Linked DNA regions of Rattus norvegicus: region 2 is linked to region 1. The links are chromatin contacts, called in public Hi-C maps. All regions are on one chromosome and are shown on one strand. The core of a region is the stretch at or near the end of the contact, and the rest is flanking DNA. Distances in the headings are between cores, read along the strand shown. Region 1 holds the start of Slc25a34 (solute carrier family 25, member 34). Region 2 holds the start of Dnajc16 (DnaJ heat shock protein family (Hsp40) member C16).

Region 1 (4,009 bases), core at 205-2,704:
CCGATGCCCTCTTCTGGTGTGTCTGAAGACAGCTACAGTGTACTTGTATATAATAAATGAATAAATCTTTAAAAAAAAAGAAAAGAAAAAATGTAACAGGATTGGAGAAATTGTTCACGTTTGGGGCACCGAACTAGCTCTTCCAGAGGGCCTGGGTTCAATTCCCAGCACCCACCCACATGGTAGTTCACACTCACATGTAACTCCAGTTCCAGAGTGTGCAGCACCCTCTCTGGCTTCCATGGGCACCAGGCACAGGTGCACGCGTCCGTGTGCACACACACACCTCACACACAGGCAAAGCACTCATATACATACAAAGTAAGAGACGCAGTAGGCATGCATCTGCGTGTTTGTGCTGTCAGTACTGGGGGACAGAGGCAGATGGAGCCTGCTGTGGTTTTGGAGGTGACCTGGGCAGCCCAGTGAGCCCCTGAGAAAGAGACACCATCACACACAAAACTGAACAATGTCACCAATGGTTCTTCAGGGCTCCGGGGTCCCTTACATTCACTCTTGTTGACATGGGACTGTAGAGATGGGCGTGGCGGCGCACACCTTTAATGTGAGCGCTTGGGAGGCAGAGGCAGGTGGAGCTCTGTGTGTTCCAGGCCAGCCTGGTCTTCACTGCTAGCGTCGGGCCAGCCAGGGTTACATAGAAAGACCCTGTTTTAAAAACCAAACAAAAAAGATGTTAGGTGAATAAACTTTTAAAAAAGAAAGAAAGGGGGTTGGGGATTTAGCTCAGTGGTAGAGCGCTTGCCTAGCAAGCACAAGGCCCTGGGTTCAGTCCCCAGCTCCGGAAAAAAACAAAAACAAAAAAAAAGAAAAAAAGAAAGAAAGAAAGAAAGAAAGAAAGAAAGAAAGAAAGAAAGAAAGAAAGAAAGGGGCCGAGAGATGGCTCAGTGGTTAAGAGCACTGACTGCGCTTCCAGAGGTTCTGAGTTCAAATCCCTGCAACCACTGCATGGTGGCTCACAACCATCTGATGCCTTCTTCTGGTGTGTCTGAAGACAGCTACAGTGTATCCATATACATAAAATAAATCAGAAAGAAAGAAAGAAAGAAAGAAAGAAAGAAAGAAAGAAAGAAAGAAAGAAAGGAAAGGAGGAAGGAAGGAAGAAAAGAGCTGTAATCTGGCAGATGTAGAAATGGGACAGTTGCTGGTCAGCCACGCTTAGGGCCAAGTCACCACAAGCCCAGGACCCGGGCTTGGACAGGAAGTCTAGAGGACAAGGAGGTGTACCCTCCTGTACTCTAGCTTGGCTCTCTCTTCCTACCCACTGTCCTTCCAGTTACAAGTGACCTTTCCTCCAGATCCCAGGGCCCAGGCCCGCCCTGGCCAGCAGCAGCCGGGATTGGTCTGAGCCAGGGGAGGTGTGTCCAGATTCCCATAGCTCTGCTGATGAGCAGCAGGTGGAGTTCCAAGACAGCCAGGGGCCTCCAGTCAGTGACAGGAGCTCTGTCCTCCAGGCATGGAGCTGGCCCCCTTTGATCCCCAGCCCTGGGGCCACACAAGGGTGCAGACTGCCTAGACACAACCACCTACAGCCTGTGCCATGACGCTGACCCAGGCACAGATGGCCCCTGCCACAGATTCGAGGGAGATGGTGTCCCCGGCTGTGGACCTGGTGCTGGGTGCCTCAGCCTGCTGCCTGGCCTGTGTATTCACCAATCCCCTGGAAGTGGTAAAGACCCGTCTACAACTGCAGGGGGAACTGCAGGCCCCAGGCACCTACCCACGGCCCTACCGGGGCTTTGTGTCTTCTGTTACGGCTGTTGCCCGGGCAGATGGGCTGTGGGGCCTGCAGAAGGGGCTGGCCGCTGGCCTTCTCTACCAGGGCCTCATGAATGGTGTCCGTTTCTACTGCTACAGCCTGGCATGCCAGGCTGGCCTCACCCAGCAACCGGGCGGCACTGTGGTCGCAGGTGCTGTGGCCGGGGCATTGGGAGCCTTTGTGGGGAGTCCTGCTTACCTGGTAAGTGTCTTCTCCTTCCTTTATGACTCCATGACCAATGTGACCGGTGGACTTTGTGGCTTTGGGTTGGGCAGGACGGTTTGGGAGGGGACTGTCCGCTGGGAATATCTGGCTCAGACCTGGAATCTGCCCTCGCTCTGACCCTTGCTTCTTCAGGGGCCGTGCCCACTGGTGTTAGCCGGGAGAGAGGGCAGGTGATAAAGAAGGCAGATTCGAGTCCTTGCTTGCCCGTGGTCACACCTAAGGAGCCCGGCGTACGGGAAGAATAAAAGCTGACACAAAGCATAAGTCTGTGGTGTCCTGGTCTAGGCACCAAACAATTACTCTGTCCTTGAGAGTAGCTGCAGAGTCCCCAAAGATCTTCTTAGGAAACCTGAGTCACTGAGATGCATGCCCAGGCCTCAGGATGTGGCTCCATTGGTATTGTGCTTACCTACTGTGTACTAAGCCCCAGGTTTGTTCCCAAGCACAGCATAAGCCAGGCATGGCACTGCCTGCCTACCCATAATCCCAGCATCTGAGAGGTGGAGGCAGGAAAAATCAGAATTAAGGTTACCGTCACAAGACTCATTTGGGGCCAGCCTGGGGTACAGGAGGCAATGTCTCAATTTTTTTTTAATTTATTTATTTATTATATATAAGTACACTGTAGCTGTCTTCAGACACACCAGAAGAGGGCATCAGATCTCTTTACAGATGGTTGTGAGCTACCATGTGGTTGCTGGGAATTGAACTCATGACCTCTGGAAGAGCAGTCGGGTGCTCTTAACCGCTGAGCCATCTCTCCAGCCCCAGTGTCTCAAATTTTAAGACCCATTTTATTGGGGTTGGGGATTTAGCTCAGTGGTAGAGGGCTTGCCTAGCAAGCACAAAGCCCTGGGTTCGATCCCCAGCTCCGAAAAAAAAAAAAAAAAAAAAAAAGGAAGACCCATTTTATTTATTTCATGTATGTGAGTACACTGTCACTGTCTTCATGCACACCAAAAGGGGTCATCAGATCCCATTACAGATGGTTGTGAGCCACCATGTGATTGCCAAGAATTGAACTCAGGACCTCAGGAAGAACAGGCAGTGCTCTTAACCGCTGAGCCATCTCTCCAGCCCCCAAATTTTAAAATAATAAAAGTGAACTCTGGCCAACCAAGACTGTCTCTCTGAGCTTCCGATGTGGGGTCAGGAATTCCATGCAGGAGAGGGGCTCAAACATGTTTGGTTCCAAGGCTCTATCCCAGAGCTCCCTTCTGCTCTGTACTCGCAGGTCAAGACACAGCTGCAGGCCCAGACAGGGGCTGCTGTGGCCGTGGGACATCAGCACCAACATCAGGTAAGACACCTTCCCCAGAACCTGGGGCTCCTGGCTGTGCAGGCACTGAGGCTGTCTAGCGAATCATACCATCATCTTCCCACAGGGTGTCCTGAGTGCCCTGGAGACCATCTGGCGCCAACAGGGCATGCTGGGGCTGTGGCGGGGTGTGGGTGCGGCTGTGCCCCGAGTCACAGTGGGTTCAGCTGCCCAGCTGGCCACCTTTACCTCTGCCAAGGCATGGGTACAGGATCAACAGGTAAGGGGCTGGGAATCCCGACACAGAGGGAGTGGGAAGTTCCCTGCCTCCTTCACACAGGGTTGGTGACAGATGGGGCCCCAAACAAAACCTAGTCTTGCGGAACATGGCTGGTGAGACACACTTACATTCCTAACACTTAGTATGCTGAGGCAGGGGGTCAAGAAGCTTTAGTGGTCCTCGGTTACATAGAATTTAAAGCAGGCCCAAGCTACCTACGGGAAAAAGAGAAAAAGAAAGACGGGGGAGGGCGGAGGGGGATGGGAAAGGACAAAAGGAGGGAGAGGTAAAGAGGGAGAAGAGAAGGAAGGAGAGAGGGGGTTTCAGCTAGGGACAGCGATCCTCACCTGTGATCTCCAAACTTAGCCGGTGGAGGCAGGAGGATTGCAAGTTGGGGAACAGCCCGCTGCATAGCAAAACCTGTCTCGACAGAGAGAATGTGCGTGCTTGAGGACGAGAGAGAAAATAA
Region 2 (4,045 bases), core at 165-2,664, 170 kb before region 1:
GAAACTCGAAGGGGAGTAGTTGCCAAGTCAAGGAGATTCGCCATGTTGGCTAAAACTGGCTGGTTTGGGGATTGGGCAGTTATATCTCTGTCACCTGATTTCTCAGACAGTTAAATAACCTAGTTTCGGCTTGGTAAAAATGAGCATGAGTGACTACAGCACATTGGTCTGCTGGTGCAAGTGCAGAAGCTCAACTGAAAACCAGTATGAATGTATTGTTCATTCGAGCAGCAAAGCCTTGGAGCTCAGTGATAGAGCACTTGCCTAGCATGCATGAGGGCCGCATTTTATTGCCCACACAGGCCAAGGTGGGAGGGGGGCGCAACAAGCTTTAGCTTCACTTTTCATTTATTTTGCAACTAACTATTCAAATACTGACAGCTTGTACAAATCAAGGTCTGTGCAGACAGTGATACGGTGCTGAAGAAGAAAAGAGACTGCCTACAGGAGCTTACACTCCTAAAAGAGCAGAGATATGGAATAAATGCATAAAAGATAGAGCCGGGCATGGTAGTGCAGACTTTTAATGCCAGAACTCTTTTGGGAGGCAGAGGCAGGCAGAGCTCGTGAGTTTGAGGCCACCCTGGTCCACCTAGCAAGTTCCAGGCCAGCGAGGGTTACACAGTGAGACCCTGTCTCAAAAACAAACAACAAAAACGGTGTGCTAGGTAAGGGATAAAAAGCAACCAATAACATAAGAATTCACTCAACAGGAGGCATGGAATAGAAAATACATTCCCAAGAGCCCTTGGTTGCAGGCGCAAAAAAATGTCAGCCTATTCACCACGCCCTCTTCCCCAGTTCTTGTCTAAATCCCAGTCTAGAACATTTTTGGTTTGATATACAGAATTTGAAGTCTTGGATTCTAAGCTTTGGGCAAGTCTTTGACCCTCTCCGAACTTCAGTATATGGAGAGGTTGAACTAGGAAGAATCCCTAAGGTCGCCTCAAACTCTGACGTTCTAGGATTCTATGAATAGGGTCAAAGTGAACTGGGACCAGCGACTGCGTCCCCGTCCTAGCAACAGTTGCTAGAAGTGGGCCACCTTCTGGCAACCAGTGGAAACCCCTCCCCAGTTCCCGGAGGTCTTCCTGGTATCCCGTGATGCATAGCGAGTTGGCCTCGCTAGTAGGCACGCTCTGGCCTCGCTGGTCAAGATCAAGCCTTCAGACCCAGCCGGAGAGCGCGCTCCGTTCCTATAGCAACCGCGCCCGATCCACGTGCCTACGGAGACCATCAGGGCCAAAATAGGCTGGCTGAGAGTGCAGCCTAAACCCAGTCCTTGCACGCCTTCCAGACACTGGGTCTTTAAGTGACACGTGACGGCCCGGGGCCTGGGCCCCGCCTCTTTCCCCTCCCCAGGTGCTCTGGTGTGGACTGGAAGCGCCGGCCCCGGCGGATTCACTGGAGCACGGACTCTGCGGCCGGTTGGGCCGGTGCCCTTTCCCGGTAACTCCTTCCCGGCGTGACGCGCGAACGCGGCGGGGCCCTGCAGGCTGGGGGATCTTCCGTGAGATCCTCCGCGACCTCAGCCCTTGCTGGGCCCGGGGGGACCCGGGAGCCGACAGGAACCGGGGCGGCGGGGGAGGGGGCCGCCTCCCGGAAGGTCGCGACCCGGGCGGGCACCGGAGTCGGGACTTGGTCCTGCGGAGCGTCTGGGGAGCCTCAGCCACCTGCGTTTGGGGACACCGAGGGCTACCTGTTGGCCAGCGCGTCCCCTGCCCTGTGGCCAGCCCCCTGGAGCTGGAGAACGTCAGCCAAAATAATGTCCCCATCTCACCCACTGAAGGGCTGACAATTCACCCACCCTGCTTGTGGCTTTTGCATATTAAACCCCTTACCCACTTTACCCCACCCCCGACCATGAAGATCCTGCTAGGTGCTGGTGCTCAGTCACACCCTGCCAGCAAGAACACAGGTTTAGGTCCTAGAATGGTGGACAACCTCCCCTCCACCCCCAATCTGATCCTCATTCTGGATCTCAATACCTCAGAACAGGTTGTCTTGAAAGAGAAACTGGCTTGCTTGTGGATTGTACTTAGCATGTATGCAGTCCTAAACAGTGGTCAATTGTCTGTGAAGACTCCCAAGCAGGATTTATGCCTGGAACTTGTCAAATACACCCCCCCCCCCGTCCCGAGTGAGTTGTCAGCCACTGAACTGAACACTGTGAGGTCAAGATAAATGTAACCCATGAAAATAATGTATGGTATAAAAGACCATAGCCCTCTGTGTGAGTGTGTGTGTGTCCAGGTCTACACTATCTCCGTACCAACCAGCCAGGATTATTCCAAAACCCACACTGAGTTCAACCCCTCAACTGAGTTGTAGTTAAGACATTTTAAAGCCCTGCCTATTCATTAAGTCTTTCCTGTTCTCTTTAGATGGAAAACTAAATTCTTTCATAACCATTTTTTCATATCTGAAGTTTCCATGGTCAATAACCAAATTGCTAACTGGCTTAAAAAACAGCTTCCCATTTCGTCTGAATGAATGTGATGATGATGATGATGATGATGATGATGATGATGATGATGATGATGATGATGATAGCAGCAGGCTTCTGAATATTACTGCACAATTATTTGTAAAGTTTTACTTTGATGTCCATTTAGTGCCCAGAAATGCCACAGTGATCCCAGAATGTAATTTAGTACATGAGAAATCATGATGAATTCGTGAATTAATTTGACACATCCTGAGCTACTCTGAAGCCAATTGTTTATTATTATGATAGGTGAGGTTGTGCAGGTGAGATGTGGTCTCCTGGATATCCTAAATCTGTTCTTGTAGTCACCATGTATTTCAGAGCATTCATTTTTAATAATTTTTTTTTTTTTGGTTCTTTTTTTCGGAGCTGGGGACCGAACCCAGGGCCTTGCGCTTCCTAGGTAAGCGCTCTACCACTGAGCTAAATCCCCAGCCCCCATTTTTAATAATTTTAAAAGGGCTTTTCTAATATGAGTTGTCTTTTTTTTAACTTATAATAGTTCTTATGTGTGATATTCAAAAGTTATGTTTTTTTTTTAAGATAGGGACAACAACTAGATTGACACACTCCCCTTTTTAAGAAAATTTCTTGTTTAGTTCTCATCTGAACATCTTGATCCCCTCCCTAAGAAAGCACAAGCATTCGGGTTCCTGTCTCTTGAACTTAAAACTACCTTTTAATCATTTCAGCTCTGGGAAGGAAGAGAGATGGAATTGAAAAGGTTGAGCATTTCCTGGCAATTCTTGATAGTCCTCGTTCTGATCCTGCAAAGCCTGTCTGCATTGGATTTTGACCCGTACAGAGTCCTAGGGGTCAGCCGCACAGCCAGTCAGGCTGACATTAAAAAGGCATATAAGAAGCTCGCTCGGGAATGGTAGGTGAAACCATGAACAGGAGTTCAATGTCTGCTAAGCAGTCAGCAGGTGGCTGAAGCCTCAATGAGGATGACTTGTCTGTTTCTGTGCTGGGTGTATTTGTAGACCTGTTTAGAGTATTGAGGGCCAGCTAATGGCCCATGCTCCATCTTTTTTAGCAGTCTAAAGTCTGTGTTTACTTTAATACACAATTCTTCAGGAATACTACAGCTTAGAGCATCCTCGTAGATAATGTTAGGACATTTAATGTTAAAGTAAGAAGTAAAATGAATTTAAAAAAAAATAATTGAAATGCACAGGATACCTTACACTTATGATCCCAGCACTTCAGAGGCAGAGGCAGGAGGCTCACCCACCCTTGGTTGAAGTCAGCCAGGGCTTCCTGGCAAGTTCCAGGCCCACTAGAACAGCAGTTCTCAACCTGCGATTCCCGACCCCTTTGGGGGTTGAACAACCCTCTCCGAGGGGTCACCTAAGATGGTCAGAAAACATTTAGGATTCGTAACAGTAGCAAAAGTACTGTTACAAAGTAGCAACAAAAGTAACTGATGGTTAGGGGTGTCACACCGTGATTAACTGTATTGAAGGGTCACAAGAAGGTTGAGAACTGCTGGCTAGAGCAAATAAGGAAGTGAGGTGGTCTGCAGGAATTAACCTCCTGTTGTGTAGAGGAATTCTG

What was found. Hi-C and Micro-C count contacts between places; a contact is called where the count stands out from the background.
Region 2: a Hi-C map of liver shows a contact between it and region 1, with 5 times the contacts expected there. The contact joins the promoter of Dnajc16 here to the promoter of Slc25a34 in region 1. A contact is called at or near these places in 4 of 12 Hi-C or Micro-C datasets (Schwann cells, liver, mammary epithelial cells and 1 more).

What each region holds. Positions count from the first base shown.
Region 1 is chr5:159,217,337-159,221,345 of GRCr8, reverse strand. Slc25a34 (solute carrier family 25, member 34) reads left to right here and starts at 1,454. Exons shown (of 5, transcript NM_001013936.2): 1 at 1,454-1,978; 2 at 3,237-3,302; 3 at 3,388-3,540. The coding sequence starts at 1,559.
Region 2 is chr5:159,386,480-159,390,524 of GRCr8, reverse strand. Dnajc16 (DnaJ heat shock protein family (Hsp40) member C16) reads left to right here and starts at 1,414. Exons shown (of 15, transcript NM_001014194.1): 1 at 1,414-1,449; 2 at 3,181-3,365. The coding sequence starts at 3,199.